Linked DNA regions of Mus musculus: region 1 is linked to region 2. The links are chromatin contacts, called in public ChIA-PET maps. All regions are on one chromosome and are shown on one strand. Each heading gives the region's core, a stretch centred on a gene start, on an enhancer-like site or on the middle of the called end of the contact. The rest is flanking DNA. Distances are from core to core; before and after follow the strand shown.

Region 1 (6,286 bases), core at 2,022-4,521, 260 kb after region 2:
ATGTGCCTACATGCATGTGCACACACACAAACACACAACAGTATGCGTGAGTGCACATACAAGCACATGCATACATAACTCAAGCACATGTCCACAGAAACAGGAACACATGCACACACATGCACACTTCCACAAAAACATGTATGCACTCAGATAATGCAACCAAGTATATGCATACACATGAACTCACACATATCAGAAATGCATAGATACACATATACAATTGGACTCTTGCATGTAGGCAAATACAAACATGCCTACATGCACATTCACATACATACATGAGCACACCCATGTGTATACATACATACACACATGTGCACAAGTTAGGAGCTTGAGTCTTTGAAGACTGCTAAGGAGACACTGTAGTGCCTCCTTCAGGACTCACAAAGCATCATGAACAGAGCACCAAAATGACCAAAATGGAAAAGTGCACAGGAAGGAAGGCCGCAGGCCACAGAAAAGAACGGTGAGGAAGCCACAGCCCACAGAGCTGCCTGCTAGAGAATGGTGGGAATCCCAGCTCAGTGAGCATGCTCAGGGGAGACTCCAGCGAGCAGACCTGGCCACAGGCTCCTGGGCTGAGCACAGAATCCTCCCTTGGAACCACCACCAAAGCACTCTTTTGGTAGCCCTGGAGGCATGGATGGAACGATGCTAGAGGAAACTGGGCCCACTCTCTTAACAGAATCAAGCACAGGCCTTGCAGTGGCAAATCAGTGGACATCTGGATGCTGCTGCTGCTGCTGCTGCTGCTGCTGCTGCTGCTGCTCTTCCTCCTCCCCCTCCTCCTCCCCCTCCTCCTCTTCTTCTTCCTCATCTTCTTCCTCCTCTGCCTCTTCTTCTTCCTCCTCCTTCTCCTGAGCTGTGGACTCTTTTATTTTTTATGAAAACGAAGTCTGGGGAGGCCCTCTCAGTTGGGTTCTGCATAAAGCTAGCGGGGAAATAATTGGACCTGCAATATTAAGATGCTAATTTACTCATGAGGGATAAGACATGGCTAGTAATTAATATCCCTTTATTGAATAAGCATTTAGAGAACGTATTTCATGACTCTGTCTAGTGCCATGCAGCTTGAGGTATCCTGGTGGGAGATTGGCACTCACACTCAGGAGCTGCAGGCTCAGTGGGCTCTGCCTGTGGCTTCTATGCAGTGCCCTCCTGCCTTCCTCCTCTTGGATGTGGACTACCCACCTCAGGACTTTGCTTCAGTGTTTTCTGACTCCTGAACACTTGATGGGTCCTTCCTCTTTCATTCTCACCTCTCCTATCCCCTAGTCAAATTTATTTTCCTTCAAGATGTCTTACCCCTAAAGCTAAAAAAAGAATTTTCTCTTTATCTGATATTAAAATCATGGCGACTGGGGTTGAAGCAAAGATTGTTACTTCTTAGTATTTTTTAGTTTGCTAAAATTGTTTGGAGGATTTTATACTCCATAAATTCTGTGTGTGTGTGTGAGAGAGAGAGAGAGAGAGAGAGAGAGAGAGAGAGAGAGAGAGAGAGAGAGAGAGAGAGAGAGATTCATTATGTAGCTCAGGTTGGCCCAGCAAGTACTGTAGACCAGGCTGGCCTTAAATCCTGGATCAGGGAGGGAGGGGGGAGCAGGAAAAGGCTTTCTATACTAGAGAAAAGCCAGCAGCTCTGGGATTGTCTCCAAAGAGGATGATTGACACAGAACTTAGAACTGGAGCTTGCTTGAAATGAGGCAAAGCCAGACACTGGGTGAAAACTGCCCTTCACCTTGCTCATCACCCTGACTAAACTGTGAACAAGCAGGACACTGGGGAGTTGATTGCTCTGCTTTGCCTAGACAAGGCAGGACTCTACCCCAAGTTCCTACTCCACAGGAAAGTCTCTTGGATCTTCTGGGCCTAGTGGTCAAAGCCTGGCACTGCCCTGAGACCTCTGCCCACAGAGAAATCCCAATTTCCACAGAGGAACCTAGGAACTTGTTGTCCAGGTTAAGTCCCTATCGTTTGTAATAGACTCAGGAGCTGCTTGGTCTGAACTTCCTGCTTGCTCGGGCGGCCTTTACTCTTCTCAGCTCTCTGATGGTGTCGAGGACTAGGTAGTTACCAGCTTTGGCAGTTTAACATCAGCTAAGACTTCAGCTGCCTTCTTAGTTCTCCGGCCTCACTGGAGAACCACTACTAGGTCTCCAGCAGAAAGGCATTGTGTGCCTTGTTATCAGACTCTGAAAGGAGTTAAGTGGACAAAGCTAGTTTCAAAGTAACTTTTTACTATTTCACTATTTAAAGGTGTAGTGAGTTGGCCTGATGCTGCTTGTATTCTAATGCTAAATACTGGCTCTCGGGATGAGGTGACTGCTCATGTGCAGATAGATCCTCATCACACCTAGTGATGCTGTGTAAACCTTGCTCCCCTATTTACCTGGTCAATAGAGGGCTGGACCCTGTGATTGGGCCGTGTAAGGAGAAAGGTAAGAAGGACTTGAGGATGGAGTGAGGGGGATGCAGGTAGAGGGAGGAGAAGAGGAGACTGAGCTGGAGGAAGCCACAGTGAAAAAAGATGGACCATGAGTCCAAGGCAAGTGACAAGGGATAAGGGACTTTATAGTTGGGGAATAATTAAAAATAGCTCCAAACCTGTCCAGGCGTATGACTTGTAAATAAAATAGTGTGTTTGTGTATCTTTTATACGGGCTAGCTAGAATTACAAATTCATTTTACATAAAGGAACTTGCCTTACAATGACTGCTTTCTTACAGTAATCAACTATGGTAAATGACTGGATATAAAAAAAGTGTAAATAAAGTTTATGTAAGGTCTAAGGATATGAAAGTGAAGTAGGTTGTAACGGTTTAAAAAGTATTTTAGCATCTGTAAATGCAAGTTATAAAGGTCTAAGAAAGTGTTTTAAGGTGTGTAGATTGTAAAGGTCCTACTGAAATGATTTAAAGTATATTTAAAAATGGAAAATGTTTCTAGCTTTCCCCTTCTCTATGCTATTTTTTTAAAAGATTTATTTCATGTATGTGAGCGCACTGTCACTGTCTTCAGACATCAGAAGAGGACATCAGATCCCCATTACAGGTGGCGGTGAGCCAACATGTGGTTGCTGGGAATTGGAGTCAGGACTTCTGGAAGAGCAGTCACACCACTCAGTGCTCTTAATCGCTGAGCCATCTCTCCAGCCCTACGCTATTGTTATGTGAAAAATATAACAATATTCTTCTGGCTTGAATGTGCTTGGTACACAGGAAGTGGCATTGTTAGGAGGTGTGGCCTTGTTGGAGAAAGTGTATCACTGTGGGGGAGGGCTTTGCGGTCTCCTGTGCTCAGGCTCCTCCCAGTGTGGAAGACAGTCTCCTGACAGCCTTTGAAACAAGATGTGGAACTCTCAGCTCCTCCAGCACCACGGCTGCCTGGATGCTGCCATGCTTCCTACCTTGATGATAATGGACTCAACCTCTGAACCTGCAAGTCATTCCCGATTAAATGTTTTCCTTTATAAGAGTTGCCTTAGTCGTGGTGTCTAAGCAATGAAACCCTCACTAAGATAACTTCAAAAGTTCAGAACAAATGGAGTTCTGATAATCTATTAATCTGCTCTGGTAAGCACTGGCTGCTACCATCAGAGTCACACCACTCAAGATCATAAATTCCCCTTGGTTGTTTTCTGAGTATAGACTTATTGCTTCTCAATGTGCTAAAAAAAAAAATCTGTGTCCAATATATATGCCCAGCCCTCTGGAAAGAGTGTTCATGCTTTTAACTCAGAATCATTTCTGGGTCTCCAAGCTTCGACTATGACCCAAAAGCATGAGTCCACTGCTCTTTCTACAATGCAGATTTCAGTACAACAGTGGTAATGTTAACAGATCTAAAACTTGTATCTCTTTTTTGTAAACTTAAAAAAAAAAATCCTTGTAAGCTTCGTGGAATCAACTCGAATCCACCTCTCAAGGTCAAATGGACTCCAGATAAGTACTGTCAATCAACGCATGTTCCCCACCCACCTACCCCTGAGGATCAGAGTCCCACCCCCAACCCCTGCTCTCACTGGTCTTGGGACTCCTCTCCCCTAACTACCAGGATCATTGAGCTAAACATTTCAAACTATATACCTAAAAAAAAAAAATTTCCCCTGAACTTTTGAGACAGGGTTTCTCTGTATAGTCCTGGCTGTCCTGGAACTCACTTTGTAGACCAGGCTGGCCTTGAACTCAGAAATCCGCCTGCCTCTGCCTCCCCAATCCCCTGAACTTTTCACCTTTACCTTCCATCTCTAATATATATCTGTTCCAGCAGATTTCCAATCATTCAGAGACTGCAAAGTGATCCAACCTAGTCTGCACTTCCCTAGCCCCAAGGTCCCAGAGCCTGAACAGAAACGCCTTGGCCAACGGTCCAGCTTTCTTGGGTCCTCCAAGATGCCAATGCCCCTAGACAACAGGAAACAGTCTAAAGAGGACGGTGGTTTCTACCACCACCCGTCCCCATCTCCTTACCTTTTAAAATAAACAAAAGGGCGGGATGTTAGAAGCAGGTGTTCCATCACCCCATGCCTTTAATCCCAGCACTTGGGAGGCAGAGGCAGGTGGATTTCTGAGTTTGAGGCCAGCCTGATCTACAAAGTGAGTTCTAGGACAGCCAGGGCTATACAGAGAAACAACCCTTACACTTATTTCTTGCAGAAGACCCAGTTTCAGTTCTCAACACCCACTTGGCCGCTCACAACTGTTTGCAATTCCAGTTCCAAGGGTACACTCTGTCTCACTTCTGATATCTGAGAGATCATGGGGTGCATACATATATAGAGATGCAAGCAAAACACCACAAAACACGAAAATAAAACCAGTAAATCTGAAAAAGAAAATCCCAGCAACAACAACAACTGTTGACCCTCCTGCATCTGCCTCATGAGTGTGGAGATTGCAATGTTTTGCCACACTTGGAGACATGAATTAATTCTTTTTTTTTTTTTTTTTGTAATTCAAAAATATATTTGCAAATAAAAACTGTTAATACCTCAAGAAAGGTCACAGGTAAGAAGATGAAGAAGATGTGGGTGACTATAGCTCCAAGAACTCAAGAAGCTGGACTCCAGAAAATCAAATAACCCTATTAAAAATGGGGTACAGAGCTAAGCAAAGAACTCTCAACTGACAAATACCTAATGGCTGAGAAGCACCTGAAAAAATGTTCAACATCCTTAATCATCAGGGAAATGCAAATCAAAACAACCCTGAGATTCCACTCTTTTTCTTTTTTCTTTTCTTCTTTTTTTTCTTTTCTTTTCTTTCTTTCTTTCTTTCTTTCTTTCTTTTTTTTTTTTTTTTTTTTTTTTTTTTTTGAGACAGGGTTTCTCTGTGTAGCCCTGGCTGTCCTGGAACTCTCACTTTGTAGACCAGGCTGGCCTCGAACTCAGAAATCTGCCTGCCTCTGCCTCCCAAGTGCTGGGATTAAAGGCGTGCGTCACCACCACCTGGCTATGAATTAAGTCTTAATTCTGCTTTAATGTGCTGGTACTATCACCATCTCGTTCCCCAGGAACGGCTTTATTTTTAGAGTAGTGGTAGGTTCAAGGAAACTGTCAGAATGGATTCCATCAGTCTTCCCATTCATCCACGGGGGAGTCCTCCCTAGTGTCCATCACAGGTGAGTCATCCCCTCTGTCCACCACGGAGGACAGTGAAGAGGACTCCATGTAGTGGACAGTGGGGAGGATGTCCCTGTGGTGGACAGTGGAGTGGACTCCCCTGAAGTGGACAGTGGAAGAGGACTACATGGAGTGCTCTTCTCTGTCCTCTGTGGTAGACAGAGGAAATAACTCACCTGTGATGGACAGTGTAGAGGATGTCCCTGTGGTGGACAGTGGGAAGGATTCCAATGTAGGGGACAGTGGGGAGGGCTCCCTTGTAGTGGACAGTGGGGAGGACATCCCTTTGTGTACCACAGGAGAGTCCTCCCCACTGTCCACTGCAGGATCTTTTGCTATAACCCTTGTGGTGGCTTGACTATGCCTGGGCTAGAGACTGTCACTATTAAGAGGTGCGATCTTATTGGAAGAAATCTTTTTAGAGGAAGTGTGTCACTCTGTAGGTTGGCTTTGCAGGCTCCTGTGCTGAAGTTCCATTAAGATACTTCTCCTGGCTTCCAGAAGACAATCTCCTTCTGGCTGCCTTTTGATCAAGATGTAAAACACTCAGCTCCTTCTCCAGCACCATATCTGCCTGGCCTCTGCTGTACTTCCCACCATGATAACATAAGCCCCAATTAAATGCTCTTCTTTATAAGAGTTGCCTTTGTCATGGTGTCTCTT
Region 2 (6,178 bases), core at 3,121-5,620:
CTTCACTCCCAGCATTGGGAAGTACAGTGCAAACTGCAAGCTGCTTCTTGCTTCAAACCCAGATATCTTGACCTATGTGCCTTGGAAAATAAGTGGTTTTCCCCAAACAGAGTTATCAGGGGTGGTTGCAATCTGGATTCAGCTGGGTTCTGTTGCCTGATTGGAGAAAGGCTGGGAGTTCACCTGCTGAGCTGTCATGGATGTGTCCTGGGGGAGTGTGGGGACTCCAGTGTGAGCCTGTGTGGAGTCTCCCTGAGGAATCCGAACCCAGAACTGGTTACTGATGCAGACAAGGAGCAGTGGAAGGAGGTCCATATGCAGGTGGCTGACAGTGCCTATGAGGTGATCAAACTGAAAGGTTATATGTCTTGGGCCATTGGCCTCTCTGTGGCTGACTTGGCCAAGAGCAAAACATACTCTTAAGTGCATACATCCCATTTTCACCACAATTAAGGGTTTCTAGGGAATAAAGGAAGAAGTCTTCCTTAGTGTCCCCCGTGTCCTTGGACAAAATGGAACCTCAGATGTTGTGAAGGTGACTCTGACTCCTGAAGAGGAGCCCCTCCTGAAGAGGCATGCAGTTACACTCTAGAGAATCCAAAAAGAGCTGTTGCCCATATTAGCACTGACCTCACTATGTAGCTCAGGCTAGTCTCAAATTTGTAGCAACGATCCTGCCTAAGTCTTCCAAGAATTAAGATTACAAGCATGTACCATCAAGCCTGGCTTCCTTCTTACTACTTTTATGAATTAGAAAGGAAAACTGAATAGTAAGTGAGAAATACACATGTTTAATAAACACATTAAAAGTTCAACCTCAGTCATGTGTTGTAGTATACACCTATAATCCCAGACCTCTGGAGACTAAGGCAGGAGAATAGCAAATATCCTGACCTACATGAGTTTACAAACAAACAAAACAAAAGAGTTTAAGGCAGGTGCGGTGCTGTGGCAGCTATGTAACAATGTAACTATGTAACTTGAGGCTCTGCACTAGTCATTAAAATAGAGCTCTTCTTTTGTTCTTTTTCCTCTTTTCCAATACTTGCCAACACTCTGGACTTTGTAAACTTTTTCTTTTTTTTCCTGAAGCTTCTTTGTTTGTTTTGCAATTGGTTCTTACTACGCAGTCCTACCTAGCCTAAGTTACTATGTAGATCAGGCTAGAATCTGCCTGCCTCTGCTTCCAAAATGCTGGGCACCATGTCTGGCCCGGCTATCTCCCTTTTTTTCCATTCCAATTGCATGCAGAATCCCCCAAGCCTAACTCAAAAAAGGGAAACCCCCTCTCTCTTCCTCTTCTTCTCTCTCTCCTCTCAATCTTCCCCTTCCAGGCAACTCCGAGATTAACAATTTACCTTTCCCTAATTATAATAAAATTGTTCTTGAGATTGTTTACTTAGATTTCATCTTTTATTCCAGAAAATTAGCAGTTCTGAGAAACTGTTACTGTTATGCTGTGTTGATAACAGGTGCAAACTAGATCAATACCTCCAGCAAGCAAGTTCTTAAGAGACTAAGGTTTTTAAATCTTTATCCATTAATGGCACTTCTAGAAATCCATCCTATGGGTGTAACCATCAAAATAGACAAAGATTAATGCACACAGATAAATACTATTATAGCTGGGGAAATTGAAAGAGCCTATTTGGAAAGCTATTTGAAAGCTATTGTCTTCTAAGTAAGACGTGTATTCCTTCCTACCAGGAAGGCCACAGAAAAACAGATTCAAACTATCAGTAAAAAGGAAAATGTGTACATTATACTAAAGGCAGGATACCAAACTCCTCATGCAGAGAGATTACAGCTCCAAAGATACATGAAGACAATAGGAATATGTCAAAGCTGGAGGTGCTTGTGTTTAGGGATTACATATATTATCTCCTATTTTTTTATTCTTCTGTTCTTTCTCCAAGTTTATACTGTTCCTGTATTGTGTAGTCTAAGAAAAATCCTGCAATCAAACCAACAGCCAAACAGAAATGCAGGCCCTGGGGCTAGCTTGGGTGGTAAAAGCTTGCTGTGTAAGCAGGAGATAAATTTGGACTCCAGTACTTCTGTTTAAATGAATCTGGGTATATGGCCTTGTGAGCTACTAATTCCAGCACTGGGGAGTCAGAGACTAGAGGGCCCCTGGGGCTGAGTTTGGAGAGAGATCTTTCTTGCCTCAGTAAGAAACAAACATGAGCTGGAAGGTGGGAAAGATGGCTCCATGGGAAAGAGTGTGTTCCGCTTCTGCAAAAGACAAGAGTCTCAGTCCCAGGATCCACACGGAACCAGTCTCCTGGCTCCAGGGGATCCCTCAGCCTTCGTGGACACCTACAGTAACGTGTACACACACACACACACACACACACTTTGGCATGGGGTGCAGGGAGCAGTGTCATTTTCCTTCCTCTGCCTCACCTGATGGTCTGTCTTTGAAGAGGTGCCTGGTACAGAAGCAAATTACAGAAAACCCTAGAAAAGTAGGGTTCTCAGTCTAGGCTGTCCACTGTAAGGTTTGGGGAGCTTTTAAACGCCCTGCTTGCCATCTTCATTCCCTGGCCCCATATCTGAGTCTCAGCATTTACTCAGTCTAAGCCAGTGGTTCTCCCAACCTTCCTGACACTGTGACTCTTTAATACAGTTCCACTTGTTGTGGTGACCCCAAGTATAATGTTATTTTCCTTTTTATCTCGTAGCTGTAATTTTGCTACTATTATAAATCATAATGTAAAATCTATGTTTTCTGATGGTTCTAGGCAAACCTTGTCCAAAGGGGTCAGGACTCACAGGTTGAGAACCACTGGTCTAAGGTGAGCCCTGCCTTCAGCTTGTTCTAAAACGTCCTGTATGATTCTGATTGTTTCCCTGAGTCCCACTGCTTTCAGACCCCAGTTCTATGAGCCAGCACTTTCCTGTCTTATTTCTAGGCAGGAAGTCACCCCAGAGCTAGCCAGAATCTCCAGAGGCTGTCTTAGATCCGTCTTGGCAGCAGCTACAGCCTGTGTTGTTTTTCAAAGGTGTTTACTGTCACACTGACAACTGTCTGCATTGAGGATTGCCTTTATGTGAGGCACCAATATAAGTGAACAATTCTCACAAGCTTGGGAGACCCAACCCCCCCCCCCCCCATGCCCAACAAACTGTGATCCTACAGTAAAATAGCTTAATTGAAGCAATTTTCTTGCTTTGGAAATGAAATACTCAACTTGTGTTCAGAGAGGACACATAGAAACAGGGAAATCTCCACCATTATCAGGATTATACAGAGTCTGGTAGTATATAACACATAGCTCCATTTTTATGCCAGAACAACAAATATGCCAAGGGCAGTAAACCTGAACCAACATTACAAATGTATCCAGTGAGCCCTTCACTAAGAACCAGGTACCTGTTCCTAAAGTTTCATTGGGATATTCTCTTTATTGAGTTGCATTTATTTATTTACGTGTGTGTGTGTGTGTGTGTGTGTGTGTGTGTGTGTGTGTGTGTGTAGGTCAAAGGACAACCTTTGGGACTGAACTCAGGTGCCCAGACCTGGCAGCGATCTCCTTTAGCAGCTGAATCACCTTGATAGCCTTCATGTGTTTTCTCAATTTGACAACCTGGATGGGTGCATGTATTATCATCCTCATTTTACTGCCAAGTGAATCAAATCACTAAGATATTTGCTAGCTGAAAAATGACAGCTAGACAATCCTATATTCCCCTTTGTTATTTAAAACAGACTTATTTCATGGTTTTTGGTTACATGTATGTGTCGGTGTGTAGGTGTGTGAATGTGAATGCAGGTGCCTGAGGAGATCGGAGGAGCTGGAGTTCCAGGAAGCCGTGAGCTGTCTGATGTGGTTGCTGAGAGTTGTGTGGTGTTGTTGTGAAGAGTCACCGTGTCCGGGCTTACAGTTTCAGAGGTTTAGTACACTATCATCATGGCGGGAAGTGTGGCAGCATGCAGGCAGACATGCAGCTGGAGAAGGAGCTGAGAGTTCTACATCTCGATCCTTGGACAGCAGAAGGAGACTGTGTACCACACTGGACCTAGCCTGAACACATATAAGACCCCAAAGCCCGCCCCCACAGTGACACACTTCCTCCAACAAGGCCACACCTCCTAATAGTGCCACTCCCTATGAACCAAGAATTCAAACAGGAGACTATGGAGGCCATTCCTATTCAAATCACCACCGAGGTTTTGTTTTGATGCACAGAGACAGCCAGTGGGGGTAGAACAATCATAATGATGCGAAACTAAATATTCTGAGGCTTAAAAGCTGTGGGGTAGAGATAGAGGTCACACACCCAGATTCCTTCAGTAGTGGGACTAGCAATCTAAAGAGAGGAGAGTGTGGGGACCGACAATGGGGCGTGGCAACAGCCCAGAGCTTTGCAAAGCTGCAGCAGAACACTATACAGGCTAGTTACAGAGCAGGTTGAAGTGGTCCTGTGAGCTGCTTATCTGCTTGATGGAAAGTGAATGAGGCAGCCGGCTGGGGGCAGACAGAGAACCTTTTGAAAGACACTGACAAGCCAGAAAGGAGAGGGCAGGGGAAGCTGAGGAACAAAACCAAACAGCTCCTAAGGTGAATCCTGCCGCTGAAATCCCGAGGTAACCTGGGGTTCCTGATGACATCGAGTCAGGAGGCTCTTCCTGCTGCGTGCTGAATTTGCTGGATTCCAGAAGGACCCGTGGAGCCTAGAGCCCCGTTTCAATCCGTGTTTATGGCTCCTTCCCTAATATTAGATGTAACTTGAGCTGTCCCTCAGAACCAAAAAAGCCTCAGGAAAACACTCTTAGAAGCGCAGACGTGGTAGTACACCCCTTCAGAATTACTATGCCCCTATTTATAGTTTTGATTTTCCCCTTTGTGCTAGGCTATCGACTGTCACTTTTGACTGCTATGGTATGCTGGTTTCTGCTGTCCACTCTTTGTAAAAGCTGCCCAGGGTCTTGGACACTAAGTCTGGAAGTTGATGGGAGCTCGATTTTTTTCGTTTTGTTTTGTTGTTTTTAAGTAAAGGTAAATAGGTAAAGTGGGAAGGCTGAATTTCCAGAGCATGTAAATTATCTCAATGCAGTTGTTATAAAAGTTAAATGAATGATAACAGATGTCTAGTGTCACGTGACAGTTAGCCTATAATATTTTGAAAATTCAGTCTGACAGCTCAGCCTCTAACCTTGTTTACTTTTTACTCTGGGCTCTAATCCAAGCCATGAATGACTTTTCCAAAGCATCCTTTGGTTCTGAGGAGTCAAATGCAGTGGAGCCAGCCCAAGTAATGGGGAGGAAATTCATGTTAAGAGATCAAACAACCTAAGGAGAGAAACTGCATGTGCTCAGACAGCTTGTCTGTCTTCTCCCCTTGCTTTCCTGATCTCTTGTTTCATTTCCCTCTTATAGATTATTCTATATCTCTGCAAAATGGTTTTTTTTTTTTGGGGCGTTGTTGTAGTTTATTTATGAGACAAGGTCTCATGCAGCCCAAGTTGGACTTAAAACTCTCCCTATAGTTAAGGGTGGCCTTGAACTTCTGATCCTCCTGACTCCAGCTCCTTGGTGATGGAATTGCAAGTGTGTACCAGTATACCTGGTTTATGCAGTGCTGGGGCTTCAACCCAAGGCTGCACACACATACTAACTAGGCAATAGTTTATCAACTGAGCTATACCCTTAGACTTGGGCTGTCACGTTTCTGAGTAGGTCAACTCTTCATACTATGCATAATCTTAGCCCAAATTCAACTCATGACCTTATATCTTCAATGTCAGCACTGCCCAATTCAGCCCTTGTGTATGAGACTATGTTTGCCCTGGTTTGGGTTGAGTGTCTGTCCCTGGTTAGATTAGTCAGTCAGGAAGCAGAGCAGGGAAAGGCTCTATTACTCAAGGAACCTGTCAGTCTGCAAGCAGGATGACCCAGAGAACTATTTGACAGGGATGAAGTGATGGACTGTTTGACCAGTGTGATTTCAAAACAGATGGTGACATGTCAGATATTTTGTACTTGGCCAGTAAAAGATACAATGCAGAAGAATTAATTAACTAATTAATTAATTAATTAATTAAAAGATACAATGCCTGGCATGTTCATGGCCACTTTGTAATAGTGAAACTAACTCAAGACAATAGCAGATACCATGCTTCAGAATCCTGGCGTAGCAAATATAACATCTGCTTTACCATCCACAGAGCTTC

What was found. ChIA-PET counts read pairs in DNA pulled down with a chosen protein or histone mark.
Region 1: an RNA polymerase II ChIA-PET map of effector CD8 T cells shows a contact between it and region 2, with 7 read pairs. The contact joins two enhancer-like sites. A contact is called at or near these places in 5 of 39 promoter capture datasets (cranial neural crest, embryonic stem cells, fetal liver and 2 more), 1 of 484 Hi-C or Micro-C datasets (the G1E-ER4 cell line) and 2 of 115 datasets of contacts at active chromatin or transcription factors (bone marrow-derived macrophages and effector CD8 T cells).

Annotation. Positions count from the first base shown.
Region 1 is chr15:36,562,485-36,568,770 of GRCm38.p6, forward strand. No RefSeq gene overlaps it. Among named protein-coding and RNA genes, the nearest start is that of Snx31, 10 kb to the left of the region's middle. Within about 2 kb of position 3,272, at least 37 of the 459 cell types and tissues checked have an H3K27ac peak or open chromatin away from gene starts, as enhancers often do. A contact at or near this core is called in effector CD8 T cells, where this site is marked.
Region 2 is chr15:36,299,866-36,306,043 of GRCm38.p6, forward strand. It overlaps the pseudogene Gm9501. Among named protein-coding and RNA genes, the nearest start is that of Gm41294, 16 kb to the right of the region's middle. Within about 2 kb of position 4,371, at least 58 of the 459 cell types and tissues checked have an H3K27ac peak or open chromatin away from gene starts, as enhancers often do. A contact at or near this core is called in effector CD8 T cells, where this site is marked.